Linked DNA regions of Mus musculus: region 2 is linked to region 1. A link is a contact called in public Hi-C data. All regions are on one chromosome and are shown on one strand. Each heading gives the region's core, a stretch centred on a gene start, on an enhancer-like site or on the middle of the called end of the contact. The rest is flanking DNA. Distances are from core to core; before and after follow the strand shown.

Region 1 (6,043 bases), core at 1,243-3,742:
CCTGTAACTTCCTCCCTCTAAAGCTCAAATCTCACAGCATACGTGGTATGCACCAAGCATGTCCAGCTACACCCAAGAAGAGGTAAAGTTGCTACCCTCATTCGAGAATCAGTCACCACGACCAACAATTATTGTTATATTCTGAGTTATGGACACTGCCTTCATGGTAAAAGAGAAAGAGACTTTTAGATAAAGGGACAGATGCATGTTTTTTGTTTTGCCATGGGTTTAGATGGAAAGGGTGGCTACCTATGAGCCCACGGGGAAATAGGACAATCGCAATGAAGTCACTGTGGAGCTGTATAGAGGACAACAAAGGGGACTGTGAGAAGCACTTGGCAGCACGGGAGGCTTGTGTGCACATAGGCATTAAGAAAAGAACCTTATGTGCTCACACACTGCCGGTTCGCTGGAACATTAATTCACAAGTACTTAGTTTAGACTTGCAGACTCTTTCATGAGGATTGCATATCCACAGTAAATATAACTAGAATTAAACCTCGCCTAAATATTTAATATGGCAGGCCGTGGAAGATCTTCAATGCTTTAAAGAACTGACTGATACTTTTGATTTTTCTAATCATCGATGCTGAGAAGGCCATATTGCATACATATACAGCCCGAAGTACAGAAATATGTGTAAGGCCATTGTAAAACTTGCTGGAAATCCTGCCTTAAACCCAAGCAAAAGTTAATTGAATGGTGTTGTGTAGGAGCTCAGCAGTGACTTGGATAGCAACCATCAAACATTCAAACACAACATGATCCAAATCTATACTCATGGATGTGACACTCCCTGGCTGGGGCCAGATGACAGGAGCATCTTTGCTTTCCCTAATTCAGCTGTTAACATTTCTAGAAGAGCAGAAAGCTGTGCATATGATAAAATACAAAAAAAAAAAACCAAAAAACAAAAAACAAAACAAAACAAAACAACAACAGCAAAAAACCCCGCAGTCCATAGCGTGCAGGGCGTCTGAGCGTGATGGTTCAATGGACTAGTTGAGCATGATAGTTGGGATGAGTGACGGCATCCATAAGCATACAGGCTCCTGTGTGTTCCGAGCTGAGAGTACAGAGAAGCTGTGCGGTGTAACACAGGCGAGCCTAGCCTGAAGCACCTTGGGATTGTTACACAATTGAGGCTGAATTTATTTTTGATCATTGCACATCCAGGAGTCTTCTGCTATTGTCACTGTCTTTAGAACGGTCACCTTCAGCTAAGCGACCCTGTAGTGGGGTGACGACTTACAGTCAGACGAAGCTGGGCTCTGTAACATCTTTAAATATGCACACAGTATTAATACACCAGTGCAAATGCCTTATGAAAATAGAACATATTTACATATTTTACATTGCTAACCCCACTACTGTGGTGGCATGGGAAGCTGGGTAGCCAACTGATTTTTAATGTAAGATATTAGAAATACTGGCTTTCATATTCATATATATGTATGTATGTATATATATATGTATGTATGTATATACACACACACACATATAGTATGTGTGTATATATATCGTATGTGTATATATATACACGATAATATCGTAACTATACTACCTATACATGTGCATATATATATATATATATATATATAAACTAATTTGAATTGCTACTCCATTGACTAAGTACTTACGATGAATTGTATGACATACATCTCCAGACCCGCCCCCCTGCCAGCCCTGAAGGATATACCTCACTCATTTTCTTTTCTTTCAAGAAACCAATTTTGCTATCTTCAAGCAACCACTTCTTTTGTTGAAGCAAAACAGAACAAACAAACAAACAAAAAATCAACATTAAGATTTTCCTAAGCATTTAGAAACATGTCGAGCAGCCTGGGACATTCTGGAACCCTGTCAGAGCCCTGGTCTGTGAGCTAAGGAAACAATTTTGTTTGATAGAGTTACTATCTTCTGCAAAGGCTGAGTGTATATTATGTCGCATAGTCAGAGCACTGGGGGACACCCCCAGAGGGAGCTTGTGATGAGTAAATAACTTAGTAAGGCAAAGAATGGACACTGTAAAACCATTCCTTAATTCAAGGCCACGTGTTACTTTGGGATTTAAGGAAATATATTGGCATCTTCTATGTGATAAGATGCTTCAAGCATTTATCCTTAAAAAGGACTAAAACCCATTTTTTTTTCTCTCCTGTTTGTATCATTTCCTCCTCCTCCTCCTTACCCCTTCCCCCCCCCCCCAGTCCACTTTTCTCTCTCCCTCCCTCTTTCCCTCTCCCTCCCACTCCTATTCCCTCTGCTTCTTCCCCATCTCCTCTCCTCCCCTTCTATCTCTCCATTCTCCCTTCCTTCCCCTCCCCCTTCTTTCCCTGTGGTCATTGAGACGAAGTTCTTTTAACTAACATCCCATTTCCGCCAGCAGAGGGCACTGTTTGCGCGTTTAAGTAGATGTCTCCGCTTTGTTTTTCCAATGTGAACAGTATCTGAGTCACAGGCAGGCACGCTATTCGGCTGGAAAGATACTGGGGAGAAGGCCTGCCTGAGTGGTAGTGTTTCAACATCATTTTGCCGAACATTTCCTTTGTTCTCGGCTGCTTGGAGGGATGTTCATTGCAAATGCCCTTCTAGTTCCCGGTGGAAAATGTATGTTTTGAATGTGTGTTTTGAAGGCAATGGCATTGGGTCACTCAACGTCTAAATATCACAAGTGCTTCAAACCACTTTAGGTGTCAAATTCTGAATCAAGGTATCAGCCCCAGAGTAGATCGTCTTGCTCCGGGAGCATCATAAATAATTTCTGTAGCAGCATATGACATCATAAAGCAATCAGGCATTCCCTGTACACCATAATCGATGGACTTAGATGTCTTCGGATGGAAGGGTATGGTGAAAGACACTTTTCCTCTCACTGGACTTGAGCACTTTAGAATTAGTCAGTGGCTGCCTATCAAAAACGAAGTGAGTCACGTTCAACTTCCAATATATTGTGGAATATTTTCTCAAGAGTTTCATACACATCATTTATATAATATTGGATTATATATTTTGTGGTGAAGTAAGTACTTTTACATTTTTACGGCAATTATTTAAAAAAAATTAATCAAAGTGTAGATGAGAATGGCATACTTTAACAATGAAAGTCACGGTTAGTCAGATACCTACTTGACTTTCCCAGTCCTCAGTATCTCTCTCAGCTCAGGTATAACTTTTCATTTTGGAACCTGTATTTTAGTCCACCCCCCCACCCACCATCTCTGAAACAATCAGCTTGTCTTGCTATTCTCTAAGCTACTACTTTTAGATGTTAGCTGCTGTTTGACTGTAGCAGGAGTATGTTGCCCAGGGTTGTGTGTGTGTTTGTTAAAGCTCGGTCGCCAGTGTGGTGATGCTGGAGACAGGCACCTTTAAGAGAAGGTGGGGTAATTAGACCAAGGTAATTATTTCACACGGAAGGGATCAAAGCCATGTGTATGGGAACCCGCTGACTTCCTCTTAGAGTGGGTTGTTATAAAACATAACGCTCACCTTTCTCATGATCTGGCTTCCTGCCTCTGCCATGTGTTGTCTCTTTCCTTGCACTGGCTCCCCCACGGCACCATCTGCCACAGGGTAGCACACATAGGGGACTGTCACCAAGGGCCAAACACTCTAGGTTTACCCAGGGTTGAATTGTCAGACTCAAAAATTGTAAGCTAAACAGATCTCTCATCATTCCACAACCCAAGGTGGTTTGTTAGAGCCAAGCAAAGCGGGATTGTCTAATACTGTGAATTGTCCTTTTGGAATGTACCGATAGATAAGACTCTCACCTCTCTGTCCCTCTGCTCACCTTATTTCTGTCACATCTCTGTTGGTTACCTGTTCAGCTGTAGGAAGAGCACTTAGACCTTCCATGGTGAGCAGTCTACTCTGAGTGGCCTTGCTGTTCTCCGATGCCTTCTGCCGCCCAGGTTTAGTAAATTTCCTCTACACGATCAAGGTTACTAATGTTTTCCTTGTGCTCTCTGGGCACGATGATAACGTCTTTGTCTACAGTATGTGAACTTATCAATGGCATTTTCCCTGAAAGTCAGGGTTGCTTCTCACGGCGACCGATCGTGTGTTAGTTATTGTTGTACTCCTGTCTCTTACTATGGTGTGGCGTGTGTGCGCGCGCACGCATGCGCAGGAGCGCTTTCTTGTATTTCCATGTGTGGGGTTGCCTATGCATGCACATGCATGTGGAGACCTAGGGTCGATGTGAGGAGGCTTCTTTGATTGCTCTCTACTTTATATAAGAAGGCAGGGCTCTCACTGGCACTGAGACTTCACTAATTTGACTAGTTCCAGGGTTAGGTGGGTGCTGGGCCCTGAACTCGGGTCCTCAGGCTTGCGTAGCCGGCTTTCCTTCTACCCATCGACCCACCTCTCCTTCTTCATTTTCCTTTTTCTTAAATGCTGTTTGTCTTTCTCATGTCCGCATTTTTCTTTTTGTTTTTCTTTTCTTTTTCCATTCAGAGAGAGATCTGAATTATATAATCCCCGCTACCTGTCCCCCCCCAATTTCTTCTACGGCTGCTTCAAGACAAGCGTGAGTGCCCTACCACTCTGTAGCCATCTCCTGTGCTTCACTGATCTCCTTTGTCATCTGTGACCCCCCTTTCTTGGCGTCCCTTTTGCTGCCGTGGGATGTGCTCACACAGTCCGCAGGAGAGAGGGGAAGATATGTTTTTCTGTGTTCTCCCCATGTGTGGAAATCAACACGTGGAAGTGTGTTCTACCCCCATGCTTAAATAATAATATTATAAATCAGTATGGAAGATACAATTATAAAGTAACTTTAGAACTTTGAAGGCATTCTCCCTTTCTCTTGAGTGTCTGATATGCTGGTGTGAAGTTCAATGCTGTGTAATTTTTGCCTTTTGTGTGGAGGCTCTGCCTTTCTTATGGCTTATGGGACAGCCACTTGTGAGCTCAGCCAGTCTGACACCTTAAGCCTTTCAGGCACAAATTTCCGTTGTATCTTTCAGATGAACAATGTCCTCCCCTCCTTCCTGTCTTTCCTCCTCTCCACTTTCGTACTAATTTCCCATAATTCCTAATAATTACATGTTAGTTTCCCTAGAATGGTGTTTTATTCTATTTTAATTTTATCTTTTAGGGGATTTTTTTTTTAGAAATTAAATTCTACAATTTTTATTCCTTTTTCTGAAGCTTGGTTTGTTCTTTGCCTAGCCCTTTCTGTTCTTGCCCACTGCAGACAATGCACTTGTCAATCTTTCTGGCAATATTAGAATTTTTACAAAAGTATGCTGTTCATATTTTCAACTGAATGTGAGAATCAGTTTACAGTGTAAACTTTCCTCATCAGAACGTCTTATATGGAATCCCCACCCCCCATGTGTGAGGATCTATCTGTTCCTATTGTGGAGCACAGCCGGCAGTGTGCACTGGGCTGTCATTTCCACAGTGGAGGAACAACTTTCCTGAAGCTCAGGTTTCCTTGGGTTTCTCCTGATGCTAGGCTTGTGTTTTACACACGACCCTTTGCCGTCTGAAACTTCAGGATCAGGAGCGCTGTGCCCTTTGAACAGTGCTTTATCCTCATCGCCACATCTCTCTTCCCACTTTGTTTTGCTCTGATCTGCCATCCTTGAATTCCTATCATCAGTGACATGTCTCCCATCTTCCGAAAACTTGTAGACCTGTTTTTATCAATAAAAACCAACTCTTTATTGTTATTTTTACATTAGGAACTTGTATTTATTTATATTCTCTTGTCTCTCTCCCTGTTTGTGTATGTGTGTGTGTGTCTGTGCACAGGGGAGGGTGCTGGTGTGTGTGTGTGCGCGCATAGGGGAGGGTGTTGGTGTATGAGTGTGTATGTTCCTCTTTAAAAGTTCACAGAAGTCAGAGGAATATGTCAGCAATCCTTTAATACTCTCTGCCTGGTTTCAGTGAGACAGGTTCTCTCACTGAACTTAAGGCTCACTGGTTCAGACAGGCTGGCAACCCATCAAACCCCTAAGATCTGCTTGGTTCTTTTCCCCCACAGTGCTGGGGTTACACATATGCTCTGCCACGCTCATCTTCTTGT
Region 2 (6,679 bases), core at 3,502-6,001, 340 kb after region 1:
ACATTTATCCAAAAAAATAAAAAAAGAGAAAGAGAGAAAGAGAGGGGAAAAGGAAAATATTTTATTAGTAAATCAGTTGTTTATCCTGTCCCAAGAGGAAAAACCAGTTTGACTTTTTCTTCATTTTCTCTTTTCAAGTTGACAACCATTTTTACTGGGATAAGTTTATTGCCATGTGTTTTGACACTGTGTGGGCAAGCCCTCAGCCAGCATGAGGCTGGGTGTTAGAGAAACCTAAGACTCAAAGCTCATTATTCAAAGACTTCTAAACAACCAGATTTTTATAGTGTGAATGATTGATTGAAATTTGTTGGGATTCCAGAAAAAAAAAAAAAAAAAAAAAAAAAAAAAAAAACAACTAAGGCCTCCTCAATGAGAGCAATGCATGATTCGAATACTTGGAAGACAAATAGCAATTCTACAATATGTTTGCTTTAGTGGAGGCAATTAAATACAAAATAGCAGAAGTAGCTCATTGCATACAAGAGTGTGGGGAGAATAGACTGGAAAATAACAGCCCACGTGACTGGTTTTTGTATGCTCTTGTGGTAACTTCATCTGAGTTGATGGATGTAGAATATTCAGAGAGTTCTCTGGTGAGTGGGGGGTGGGGAGAGCACATTTGAACACTGCACTCACATTTTTTATAGATTTTTTTTTTTTTTTTTAGAAATCAAATTCCAGTTAGGAATTTGGGACTCACTGCAGAAAGCAGTGTCTTTTGGAAATGTTAGATGGCTAAGGTTTGTAACCAACTTGTCTGTCCTATGGGGGGCCATCTTGATATCAATGAGGGTGTTTAGTAACAAACATAATTCAGATGTCAAAACTGATCAAGCCAAGTGGTGGTTTCCTCTCAGCTCATGGAGGTAGCACACTCTTGTACTGGGGATGGAGGTGATCCGACACTCTCTCAAGTATCTTTGATATGCAAAATACCTTGTGCCCAGAATATTTTAAGATCTTCCCAGCCACCTCCTGCAGTCTGCCTACTGCACTCATTTTCAGGATGAGTAAACTCCAATCCAAAGGAAAATAAATCACTGAACCAGAACACTACACGGAAAACGCAGGTGACGGAGGATGTTAGTATAATATAATTTATGTACTTCTTGAAAACCATGCCAAACATATGAACAAAAATGCAATAACAATTGGAGGCGATTAGGGGGGAATCAACAACAACAGTTTTTGTATGAGTCTTTTCTTCTGGAGAGAAAGGAATCAGACACCAGTATACATTGAGGACTCTATTTGTATGGTTTGTTTGCAAGCTGGAAATTGAGCACATAGACAATCATTATTCTATTCTTTATATATGGCTAAGGTATTATATTGTATATATAATAATATATAATAATAGTGTAAAGATTAAAAACTAGTGAATGGGTCTGGCAAGTTATTGAAAGCTACATGGTTATTAGAGAGGTGGCAGATGTCACTTGATCTGAGCCAGGTGATGCTTAAAGTCACAGTCTCTGTTTCTCTTCACACTTCACACCAACTTGACAACACTAGAGCCTGCTTATGAAAGCAGTTCTCTAAGAATGAATGGGTTGGTGGGTCCTGGCTCTACACCTGCACATCACCAAATGGTAGGGAATGAAGAACCAGAAACAAGGCTATGTGCATTCTATACTACAAAGAATAATGACTGGCTGGGTGGTAGCTCAGTTGGTAGTGGCTTAGTTTGCCCGTAGCCCTGAATTTGATCTCCAAGATCAAATAAATGTTGTGACACATGTCTGTAATCCCAACATATAGAAGGTAAGGACAGGATGATCAAAGTCAACTTGGGATACATAACAAGTTTAAAAGCTAGCCTGGGATCTGTAAGGTCTAAAGAGAAAGGGGGGGGGGGCAGAGAGACAGAGACAGAGAGAGAGAGAGATAGGCAGAGAGAAAGGCAAAGGAGAGAGAGAGGAGCAGAGAGAGAGAGAGAGAGATACAGAGACAGAGAAACAGACAGAGACAGACAGGATACAAGAGAGACAGAGACAGAGATAGACTACACTGGGGTGATTCCCTCCTAAGACCACAGTCTTTGCCGCCTCTGCCACTGTCTAAGCTCCCCTAACACTGGACCAGCACCTTAGTTCAAAGTTCTCTAACGTATTACCCACATAAAAGCAATCACAAAGTTAAGCAAATTGGCTGTACAATCCCACCGTGTTCATAGTTCTTTTTAGGAACGTTGTCCAGGAATTACGGGCTCTGGGGCAGCAAATTCAGTTCCTGCGACACGCAGAAAGTGCTGCTGCTGTGGAAGCTCCTAAGATGGACGTCACAGGGTATGCTTGCTCTTTTGTCCCTTTCCGAGGCACCCACAGAGTTCACACACAACCTTGGCTGAAATCACCATCTTCCCAGCATCTCGTTTAGACCTCAGCACACAGTAGGTGAATAGATATTTGTTTAACTGAATGAGAGTATTGTGAGGGACTCTGCATGCCTTTAGTGTATGAGGGAAGCAGCTGTGTGTTGTGATGTCAAAGACTCGGTGAAGGGCTGGCGGAGTTAAGCCCTGACATCTCTGTCAGCTTGTATCCTAGGACTTGTGGCATTTTAAGGAAATTATTCTACCTCTGTGATTGTCAGTTTTAGCTTTAGATAAATGGTGGTAATACCAATGCATCTCATGGAGGATTGCTGTGAGGACTGGAGAGACACTCAGTGGTTGGATGCCCTTTCTGCTGAGTGGGGTCCTCAGGACCCACGTGATGGAGGGAGGGAAATAAACTACTACAAGCTGTATGCTGACCTCCATATGTGCGTTGAAGCACACGTGAGTCCACACGTAGAGACATGCACTAACATACCACATTGAGAAATGCAACTAAAACTTTTTTGAGACAGCATATTACTATGTACCCTAGCTGTCCTAGAACTCACTATGTAGACAAGTCTGGACTCAAATCCACAGAGCTCTGCCTGCCTCTGCCTCTTGAGTGTAGGGAATAAAGGTTTGAGGCCTTATAGCCTCCATTAATAAAAAAAAAACAATTTTAGATAAAAAAAGTTCTTTGAATAGTTGTAGCTATGTACTGTTCCATAGATATTAGCTTCTATTTAAATCTCTTTTAGTTCTAGTTAAGTAACTTTTGTTTGTAACAGAGCTAGGGCTTGTATATATCACTGATCTCTGAAAAGATTTATTCAAAGCAAAACAAAACCATAAAACACATAACAGAGCCAGGATCCCTTTTTTCCTTATCAAAATTTCTATTTCCTCAGCACAAAGTCACTGTTCACTGTTGCAGAAGAAAAATGACTTTAATCTCAAAAGCGACATTAAAAATAGGAGGAAAGAAAACAAATCAATAAAGGCAAAGGTCAGAGAAACAGATGATTCCAACATAAGCCAGACTTCTGGGTGGGGGGTGCTATATACACAGGCTGAAAACCAGTCAGATACACTGGACATCTGCAAGGGGGAACATGCAGCTAGATCCGCCAGCCAAGCAATTTCATACTTTAGACTTTGAAAACTGTAATGTAACCAAATGTAACCATATAACCAGCAGGAATGGAAATAAAGAATTGTGGCCAAAGATTGCATTTCCTAACAAGATGTTTTCCTTCCCATACGTAACAAGTTTAATCACTTTCATACGTACTCACATGAATACATATGCACACATGTATGCACACACACATGCATATGCACACATACACACTTACATATACGCTACCCTATGCTGAATTAATCGTATTCTAAACTGTATTCTTCACCTGGAGAACCTGGAAGCTACTTCAATAAGAAAAAAAAATTATAACATTACAAAATGAGGAATGGTAGTTATGTCTTTCTTTTTAAAAAAATAAAATTTTACCTATTTGATAATTTCATATATGTATACATAACATACTCCAATTGTTAAGGATGCTACTCATGGCTTCTGTTTGTCATCAGGTTGACTAATATCAGTTGACAGACACTATTTCTGTTAGTTGATTTTAGTATTTTTTTTTTTACTCTTGTTCTGTGTATGGAAAGAGGTTACCACAGTTTCCTCCATAGGGCGTCAACTTTGAAACACGTTTTTAGCACCAACCCTAATAAATAATGAATTTTGCTGCAACCCAGATGTTCTAATGTCTTTTTTTAAATGTTGTCTGTGACCTACTACATCTGTTTTCACAAGCCTCTCATGGGTCATGACCTCCTTGTGCATGGAAAACATTGTCCTGGGATGGTCTTTCTCAATGTTCCCACTGAAATACCCCAAGCAGCAGGGGAGAGGGAAACTGGGGAGAGTAAAGGAAGACTAGAGAGAGAGACAGAGAGAGACAGAGACAGAGACAGAGACAGAGACAGAGACAGAGACAGACAGACTAAGGGTCTGCCTCCAGTGCAAAATCTCTTTGAAGTTTCTTTACTTCACCACTGAAGTGCACCCCACTTTGGCATATGATAGCCAACTGGACCATCAGATTTCTGCTAAAAGTTTTCAATTTCCCTTTTAAGCAGAACGGATGCTCTGGACTTCTTGCCATTGACACTCAGGTTGTCTCTCCTGCTACCTGGCTATCCAAGATGCCCACTGTAGGCTGCAACCATGTTCTGTGGGGTGATAAATGTCCCCACAATACACAAAACCAAGAAGTCTGGGGCCTTCTGGCTTCCACACAACTGTTCAGTGTAGACCTTCTGGATGATATCTATAAAGGCTCGCAGACACTCTCATCAGTTAGTGAGCCTGGGCTCTTCCCTAGTACTGCTGAATCTCGTGACTGGGAAATGACTCAGACCCTCATTAAACCTCACACAGCAAGTCTCCAGGAAGCCCCAGCAGCAGGAAGGGAACAATGCTCACAGGCATGGGAGGAGAGGCACTGAGGGGGAGCACAATGATGAAGGCTGAGCCACTTCCAAGGGGAGAAAGACATGCCAGTTCCTTGTCCTTGCAGTTGGTTGAGAGCAGTTCACCATTCTTCCCTTAAGTCGGCCATCGCATCAGACGGGCCAGGAAGAAGGGAGACACTAATCAACCAAGGAACCTGGGGGACCCTGGAGCTTTTAGGGTAACCAGAGAGTATGTGTATAAGTAGATAAACACACAGCCATTGCAGAGGTCAGAGTTCATTCACTCATTCCATATTTCTATGGACTCTGGGGATCCAGTGCAACGCGTAGGCTTGGTGGTAAGGACCTGCACCTGCTGGGTTGTTTTGGGAGTCCTCACGGGGTTGTTTAAGCACTTCTAACCTAAGGATCCAGTGGCTTGCTTAGAACTTTAAAATTGAGATGTTCTCACTTGAAATGAATTTCTAACACAGATCAAAGTTTTTTCTTTCATGAAAAGCCATCCAGGAATCTGGAAATAGGGCCACAGTGGGCTAGTGTGCATGGCATGAAAGAAAGAGAAACTGAGTTCAAATTCCTAGGGTCAAAGTTTGAAAAGGGGGATGGGGGTGGGGAATGTCTGGAGAGATGGCTCAGTGGTTAGGAGCACCGGCTGCTCTTCCAGAGGACCTAGGCTTAATTCCCAGCACCCACACAGTAGCTCAAAACTATCTGTAACTCCAGTTCGAGGGGCTCTGACAAGCTCACTCGCACAGACATGTGTGTAAGCAAAACACCAATGCACATAAGACAAAAAAAAAATTATTAAAAAGAAAAAGAAAAAACTAGGCCTGGCCTTGCATGCCTTTAATTCTAGTAGTGGGGAACTAAGACTAGCAGATCTCACAAGCTCTCTGGATAGCTAGCTCAGCCAAAACAGCTTTAAGGTTCAGTAAGAGACCTCATCTCAAAACAAAGGTGGAGGCCAATAGAGATAGACATCGAACGTCTTCCTCTGACCTCCACACACAAGCACACACATGTGCTCATACACCACACACAGCACCCCTATCCACATACAACAACAGCAGATGCAGCACACACATAAGACATCTAGGATTTGAAATAGAGGAATAAATTAAAAATAAGGAAAGGATCCCAAAGAAACCTATAAAAGATGTCTTGGAAAAACCATAGTTCCAGACAGAGTGGAGACAGACAGACACAATTGGGCTTGAACAACACTCTAGCACGTCCTTATAAATTCATGGCCAAAGATTGCTGAAATAGTCAATCAACTGTCCAAATAGATGTCCCCTACTTTTTTCCTGTACTGTGCATCTTTCTCCAGTCATAACCCAGGACCTGTAAGTACAGTAGGGTTCAGTAGAGTGCCTCACTATAGTGATTAACAAAGCCATGATTTGAAAAGCTGAATCCCATCTCTTTAAGTGTAAAAGGAATTTCATTTATTTCATGATTAAAGCAATAACACGCAAGTGTGAAAAAGTCTAAATTTCCAAGAAATTGAACACTATGTTTTTCTGGCTGAAGACATGGGAGTGAGCTCCACATTACGGAAATGACTTGAGGGTTTTTTTGTTTTGTTTTTTTTAAGTACCATTATAATAAGATGAGGTCACCTTCAAGAAAATTAAAAACAAAAAGCATTTAGGGCGGCCGAAGATTATGAACACAAAACTAAAATACAGATGCATAAATCTTATTGCCTTCTGGGACATTCCTAATGGCCACAGTCACTTAAATCCTGGTTTTAAATGTATAGTTATATGAGAAGTGGGTTTTACTTTATTTTTTAATATGTAAAATTAAAAAAAGAATAATGTGAGATTTTTTCTCTCTTATCTCTATTTTTCAATCTATCTGTTGAAA

The links. Hi-C and Micro-C count contacts between places; a contact is called where the count stands out from the background.
Region 2: a Hi-C map of uterus shows a contact between it and region 1, with 3 times the contacts expected there. The contact joins two enhancer-like sites. A contact is called at or near these places in 2 of 15 datasets of contacts at CTCF or cohesin (the NIH/3T3 cell line and large pre-B cells), 11 of 484 Hi-C or Micro-C datasets (bone marrow-derived macrophages, brown adipocytes, muscle stem cells and 3 more) and 1 of 115 datasets of contacts at active chromatin or transcription factors (pancreatic cancer cells).

Annotation. Positions count from the first base shown.
Region 1 is chr10:96,211,664-96,217,706 of GRCm38.p6, forward strand. No RefSeq gene overlaps it. Among named protein-coding and RNA genes, the nearest start is that of 4930459C07Rik, 12 kb to the right of the region's middle. Within about 2 kb of position 2,493, at least 167 of the 459 cell types and tissues checked have an H3K27ac peak or open chromatin away from gene starts, as enhancers often do. A contact at or near this core is called in the NIH/3T3 cell line, bone marrow-derived macrophages, pancreatic cancer cells and 1 more, where this site is marked.
Region 2 is chr10:96,545,705-96,552,383 of GRCm38.p6, forward strand. The region is part of intron 3 of Gm33843 (a long non-coding RNA gene); the gene reads right to left. Among named protein-coding and RNA genes, the nearest start is that of Gm33843, 50 kb to the right of the region's middle. Within about 2 kb of position 4,752, at least 30 of the 459 cell types and tissues checked have an H3K27ac peak or open chromatin away from gene starts, as enhancers often do. A contact at or near this core is called in the NIH/3T3 cell line, bone marrow-derived macrophages, pancreatic cancer cells and 1 more, where this site is marked.